Linked DNA regions of Bicyclus anynana: region 2 is linked to region 1. Evidence: chromatin contacts called from public Hi-C data. All regions are on one chromosome and are shown on one strand. The core of a region is the stretch at or near the end of the contact, and the rest is flanking DNA. Distances in the headings are between cores, read along the strand shown.

Region 1 (3,033 bases), core at 5-2,504:
TTAAGATTTTTAACAAAGTAGAAAACAGGTAAGTTCGAATAAACTGTACCCCTAACAAGTAAATTGTCCTTGTATATATTTAATTGAGTTTCCAATCTAGAGGTAACTTGTGTTAAAACAGAAGTACCAATTTGTACTGTCTATCTTTTTTCTTTAGTCTGTGTGAAAATATACTGTGGTCAAATCAAACAAACAAATTTCATAACAAGTTGACATTTTTTTAGATAATATATCCATTTAGTTATCACTAAAAATAATTACACAACGCCATTCTATACTAATAATTAAAAACCTTCACCCCAATTAAAATTATGCAGTATTTCAGTATATTAGTAAGGTTAATATTATGACCTTAAAACAGATTATATTTCTACAATAGTTCCACCCCCACAACACTATTTTCTATATATATGTATCTATTGACAATTTGATGAATCGATGATGATGCTTCTGTGATGTTAGTTATCACAGTTCTAGATGTAAAGAACTCAATGGGCCGGATAAATACATCACAATAATGTCGGCGTAGTAATAATACTTCGCCGAAGGAGAAAAAATGTTTTTCTATAGTTTCATTTTCTTTTCTTGCAGATCTGTGGACGCCATTCCATAACTTAGGTGGCTGGAAAGTGCGTCCACTGATCCGCATCGTACGGATCGCATCGAACGGATTTTACACATATTACAATTTTAAATGCGTTCGATGCGATGCGCCCGATACGTACGATGCGGATATGTGGGACGCCTACGTTTAAGACGTGCTTCTGGTGTATCTAAAACTTTTTTACAACAGTTTTATGCAATGCTCAGAGGGAATCAAGAAAGAACCAACTTCAGAGGTAGTAAGTTTTTTTTACTAATTTTGATCAAAAATATCGGAACAGCACCCACTGCTGTACTATTCAGGCGGCATTCATATAAATAAATAAAAAACAAGATTGATATCACTAAAATTTTGTTTTGATATTTTAGTATAGTTTCCCAAAACATTGGGAGACAGAATAAATTAATGTTTTTCTTTTATATTTTCTGTCATCATTGTCCTACAATGCCAAAAAAAATCCTGTGGACATTTTATAAAACTTTAATTCTTTTTTTTTTCACTTAACTCTCAACAGGGCCCTGACATTTATGACCTTGTGACCAGCACTCACCGATAACGTTCTCCTGCGCGTTGCAGCAGTAGACGCCGCTCAGGAACAGCGTGGTGAAGATGACGAAGACGATGGCCATGACCACCGCGTACCCGTCGGCGCCGTGGAAGCTGAAGGGGCGCGGCGGGGGCGGCGCGGGCGCGGGCGGGGGGCACGCGTCGTCGCAGTCCAGGCACGAGCAGCCTGGCTGGCCCTGGGAACACAGTTTTTGGAGTTGACTCCTTAAGAATGGATTTTTCATAAATAGCCCCCAGTATGAAAAAAATGGGCAGTAAACAGCGATACGTTTTTGTGCGCAACCTATTCTGCAAACCTTTAACCGTGCGCTGCCGCCAACATCACGCACATGCACCTTTCACTTTTCAGTCGTAGTATTGAGAAAAAAAACACTTAAAATATCAAAAAATCAAAATCAAAATTCATTTATTTCAAGTAGGCTCAATTTACAAGCACTTTTGACACATCAGTTGACTATTTGTAAAGATTCTACCACCGGTTCGGAAGGCAGGTTCTGCTGAGAAGATACCGGCAAGAAACTCAACAGTTGCTCTTTTGAAATGAAAAAGTCATACAGTATTATAATTTACAATTGATAACAATTACAATTTCTTATAGTTTTACTTCCTGTGTGAAGGTGGAAGCTGATCCAATGTCCTCCAAGCACCTTCATCCTTAAGGAACTCATCAATAGTGTAGTAACCTCGACTAAGTAAATGTTTTTTAACACATTGCTTAAAGTTGTGCATTGGCAGGTCCATCACAGTCTTGGGGATCTTGTTATAGAAGAGTACACCCAAACCTACAGATTTTTTAACTCTTTGGAGACGAGAAATATGAAATTTGAACTGAATAAGTCTACTCTCCAACACCATAATAATAGCTGACCAGACAGACTGTGTCCTGCTATAGACCACTTTCTATATAGCCGCAAAGTTATTCATAGACTATACTAATACAACAATTAATTAACAAACAACTGTCAATGTCAATACCACCTGTGACCGAGCAACTTGAAACATAAGTGCGTCTAACGTGGTTCAACAATGGCTTTTCCGATGCGTGATCACTAAATCTTCGCCAACGACCCTAATATCCGTTAGCTCTTTGAACCAATAAGTATAAGCGCTCACCGGTAGGCCGTCTTTGCAGGACCTGGTGGGCGGGTTGTTGGGCGTGAACCCGTCTGTCGGTTCGTCGCCGGAGATGTAGTTGATCTGGAAGGGCACGGGCGGCAGCTCCACGTCGCCCATGAAGTCGAACCAGCGCTGCGGCGTGCACGAGTACGATTGGCCGCACATCAGGTCCAGGGCTAGCTGGTTCGTCGACGGCATTTGGACCTGGGGATTTGTTACATTGTTATTTTAGTTATCCGTAATAATACTATAAATGCGAAAGTACGTCTGTCTATTCATCTGTTACATTTGCAGGTCTATACCTTTAAACCGCTTTGGATGAAATTTGGTATAGAGATAATTTGGACCTTGGATCAGAAAAATCCATAGATCCCGCGGAATTTACAAAAAACACACGAACGCAGTCGCGTGCCTCCGCTAGTATTGTGTAAGTATATTATCATCATCATTACTAGCCGATGGACACCCAATGTTTTACCAGGACCTCCAAACAGTGTAGCCGGAAATAGAGGAAGAGACCGTCTAGTTCCAGAATTTGAAAATTCTCCAGTAATTAAGCATCGTAAAAAGCATACCATACGATACGATACATTATGTAAGGCCGTATTTAAAGTCAAACTGCATCATTGGTCTCGTGGTTAACTAGAAATAAGTCCAAAATTTGAGTTATTTTCTTACGTGGAGAAATCCTCATGAAACTCGCCATGGGAATCATCAGGTTATGGGATGATCAGGATATGACCAAG
Region 2 (2,978 bases), core at 439-2,938, 40 kb after region 1:
AACCTACACTCAATCTTTTTTCACAGGACTAAGTCAAAATTTGTTGCCCTGAACCTGCCCTATTAAAATTTTTATAAAATTTCAATAAAAGAGATTGTAAGCAATGTATGGTGTTGATTTTCTGATGCAATGTGACGAAAGGGAGAGAAATGTTTTAGATTTTGCTAATATTGGTTGACAATATGTCTATTTCTCTTTACAAAATGTTGTCTACATAATAAGCTAGGCCTATTGGAGTTTTATTCTTATCCTGATCCGTTTGAACTAGGGTAGGAGTTATATGTACCTAGAAATTGTACATAATGGAAAATATCTTTTTCAATATGCACAATTTCAAAGTGTTTTCAGAAAATACACAATGTATTTCTGCATCTTTGTTCATATTTTTTCTTAAAAGATATGAAAAAAAAATTAAATTATTACTAAATTTAACTTTATAATTTATATTCAAGTTTACAAATTCTAACTCATTCTTCAAGATGATAGTTAACCTTCAAATATGTTAATTGACATTTTTTATGTTGTTGAACGTAATATCAGTTCCGCTTTATGGACTTATTTAGTAACTTCTTACACATCACACACAACTATTTTGATCATACTTCTATACCAATTATATAAAGAGGTAACTTTGTCAGGTTGTAGGGTGTAATCTCTGAATCATCATTATCAACCCATATTATACCCACTGCTGAACTTGAGTCTCCTCTCAGAATGAGAGAGGTTGGGCCAATAGTCCACCACACTGGCCCAATGCAGATTGGCAGACTTCACAAACAGAGAATTAAGAAGATTCTCTGGTAAGAAGGTTTCCTCATGATGTTTTTCTTCACTGTTTGAGACACGTGATGTTTAATTTCTTAAAAATGCATACAACTGAAAAGTTGGAGGTGCATGTCCTTACCGGATTCAAACCCACACCCTCCGAAATCAGAGGCAGAGGTCATCCACTGGGCTATCATGGCTCTCTAAATAGTACTAGAAAGTACTTTTATATATCCTAAGGCTATTAATTGAACAGTTTAATGTATAATTATCATAATTTCAATAATTATTTTAACTGTTACCAGGTTACAGCAGACATGAGCAAACATTGTACAACTACATACAAGTATTATTGCATACATTTTTTTTTTCTATTTCTTAAGAACCACCACCTACATTTTGTAAAAAATTCACTAACAAAACTTCGCAAACGAAGGTTTACCATTAAAACCTTGTTTAATGGTCACATTTCCTCATTACCACGCAATATTCTTGGTATAACTGAGCATTATAATTTTGCAAGGTGAACGTAAAAAAAAAGTAAAATAACATGACGTCAATCATGGCTACACACAAAAACTACAAAATAAAATACTACAATTTATTACTAGGATGTGTAGTAGGCCGGAACAACTGTATGTAATCATAGCACTTACGTATTCCACAAAATAAATTAGAAACAGGCATCCGAAGATGGATGGTAGAAATCGTCGCAAAAATGTTCCGCCCGTGCCAGCCATTGTGCAAAACAAAACTTCACAAAATAATGTTATAAGTCACTACGTCGTCTTATCATAATTGTTACACACCAATGTCCTTTGTATATGGTTATTAGACTCAAAATTATTTCTTATTTATTATTAATCGAAATCAGAGCGACGAGACTTTCCTGCGCCACACAACAATCCGGAATGAACCACAGACTAAAGAAGTGGACAGTGGTGTTTTCAAATTTCAAAATGACCACCAACAATATTCATGACAAATACAAACGGTATCTGGCAATGGCTACGTTCCGCTTGTCGATTAGGCCGTCCAAACAAATTATTACGTACTAAAAGTCCTTCCACACAGCGACCGCAGTCGTTTTGGTTGAGGTAAAAATGTAACTGACGACGTTGTTAATTTCGGTTCCGAAAGACTCAGAACGTCACATCTCACTGAGCTGGGTCGGCGCGGTCGTTTATCATACATACTATTTAATAAACAATGTTAATTCACATTAGATACTATTTTATCATAATAGAAACATTTTTTAAATTGAATATCCTAAATTTATTTTACTTAAACATTAAATTATTATTAAAATTATTTTAATAGTATATCAAATATTATATGATAACAATAAAATTAAATGTGTAATTTTTTACCATTGCTTATATATTCTTCAAAAAGAATAGCTCTGGAAAAAATATCTTTGACTTGCTATTTTGTATTAATATTTACAAAAAACGCTCAAAATGCTCCATAATCCATTCTACTTCAGATTGTGACACTCGCAAGCACGAAAAGGAAAAACAACTATGCGTGGTCGTTAGGATCGCTAAGTGGAACGTAGTCAATATAATATCGAGTATCGACAGATGCGTCTATGGTAGGCTTTTGAGCATCTGTGGCCAATGGCGATTTATTTGACGTCCGAGAAGCTGTCAATCTGTCAACTTCAAATTTCAAGAAATTTTAAATTTCAAAAAAAAATTGTTTACAATCATTAAATAGTAGTTGAGTGGTGTTATTATTTATGTTGAAAAAAATTCTATTGATATCAAATATATTCATACTGTAATGGAAGGTAGGAAAAGACAAAGATGTGCCTATGTCACAGCTCGACAGAAAAAGAAGTTAATAGAATTAATGGCTAAACATCCAGAATTAATTTCGTGTAAAGTAACTCAAGACTTTAGTTATAAGGACTCTCAAATGTTATGGCAAAACATAGCCAACGAATGCAATGCTATTCCTGGAGCACGGAAAACGTGGCGGCAGTGGAGAAAAGTACGAAAATAATTTACATTTATTTCATTAAAAACGCGTGTTTGCACTTTCCACTACAGTACATTAATTGTAATTAATATATTTTGGAAGTAAAAATTAAAAATACTTAATAAGTAACTGTGCCTGGCGAAGACTGGATATAATGCCTCATTTCCCGTGGGAATTTCTGGATAAAAGTAGCTTACGTATTGTTCCCAACTATTAAAGTTATAGTATCG

Evidence for each region. A called contact is a pair of places that touch in the nucleus more often than the background predicts.
Region 2: a contact with region 1 is called in a Hi-C map of whole body, with 3 times the contacts expected there. The contact joins the promoter of LOC112050844 here to the enhancer-like site in region 1. A contact is called at or near these places in 2 of 2 Hi-C or Micro-C datasets (whole body and whole larva).

The regions. Positions count from the first base shown.
Region 1 is chr19:2,439,472-2,442,504 of ilBicAnyn1.1, forward strand. All of the region lies in intron 1 of LOC112050853 (thioredoxin domain-containing protein 15), which reads right to left. LOC112050844 (NPC intracellular cholesterol transporter 1) reads right to left here. Exons shown (of 25, transcript XM_024089208.2): 5 at 2,285-2,491; 6 at 1,155-1,347. Among protein-coding and RNA genes, the nearest start is that of LOC112050844, 40 kb to the right of the region's middle. Within about 2 kb of position 1,255, at least 3 of the 8 cell types and tissues checked have open chromatin away from gene starts, as enhancers often do.
Region 2 is chr19:2,479,517-2,482,494 of ilBicAnyn1.1, forward strand. It overlaps LOC112050844 (NPC intracellular cholesterol transporter 1), which reads right to left and starts at 1,689. Exons shown (of 25, transcript XM_024089208.2): 1 at 1,422-1,689. The coding sequence starts at 1,505. The region is part of intron 1 of LOC112050853 (thioredoxin domain-containing protein 15); the gene reads right to left. It overlaps LOC112050852 (myb-related transcription factor, partner of profilin), which reads left to right and starts at 2,411. Exons shown (of 2, transcript XM_024089219.2): 1 at 2,411-2,760. The coding sequence starts at 2,551.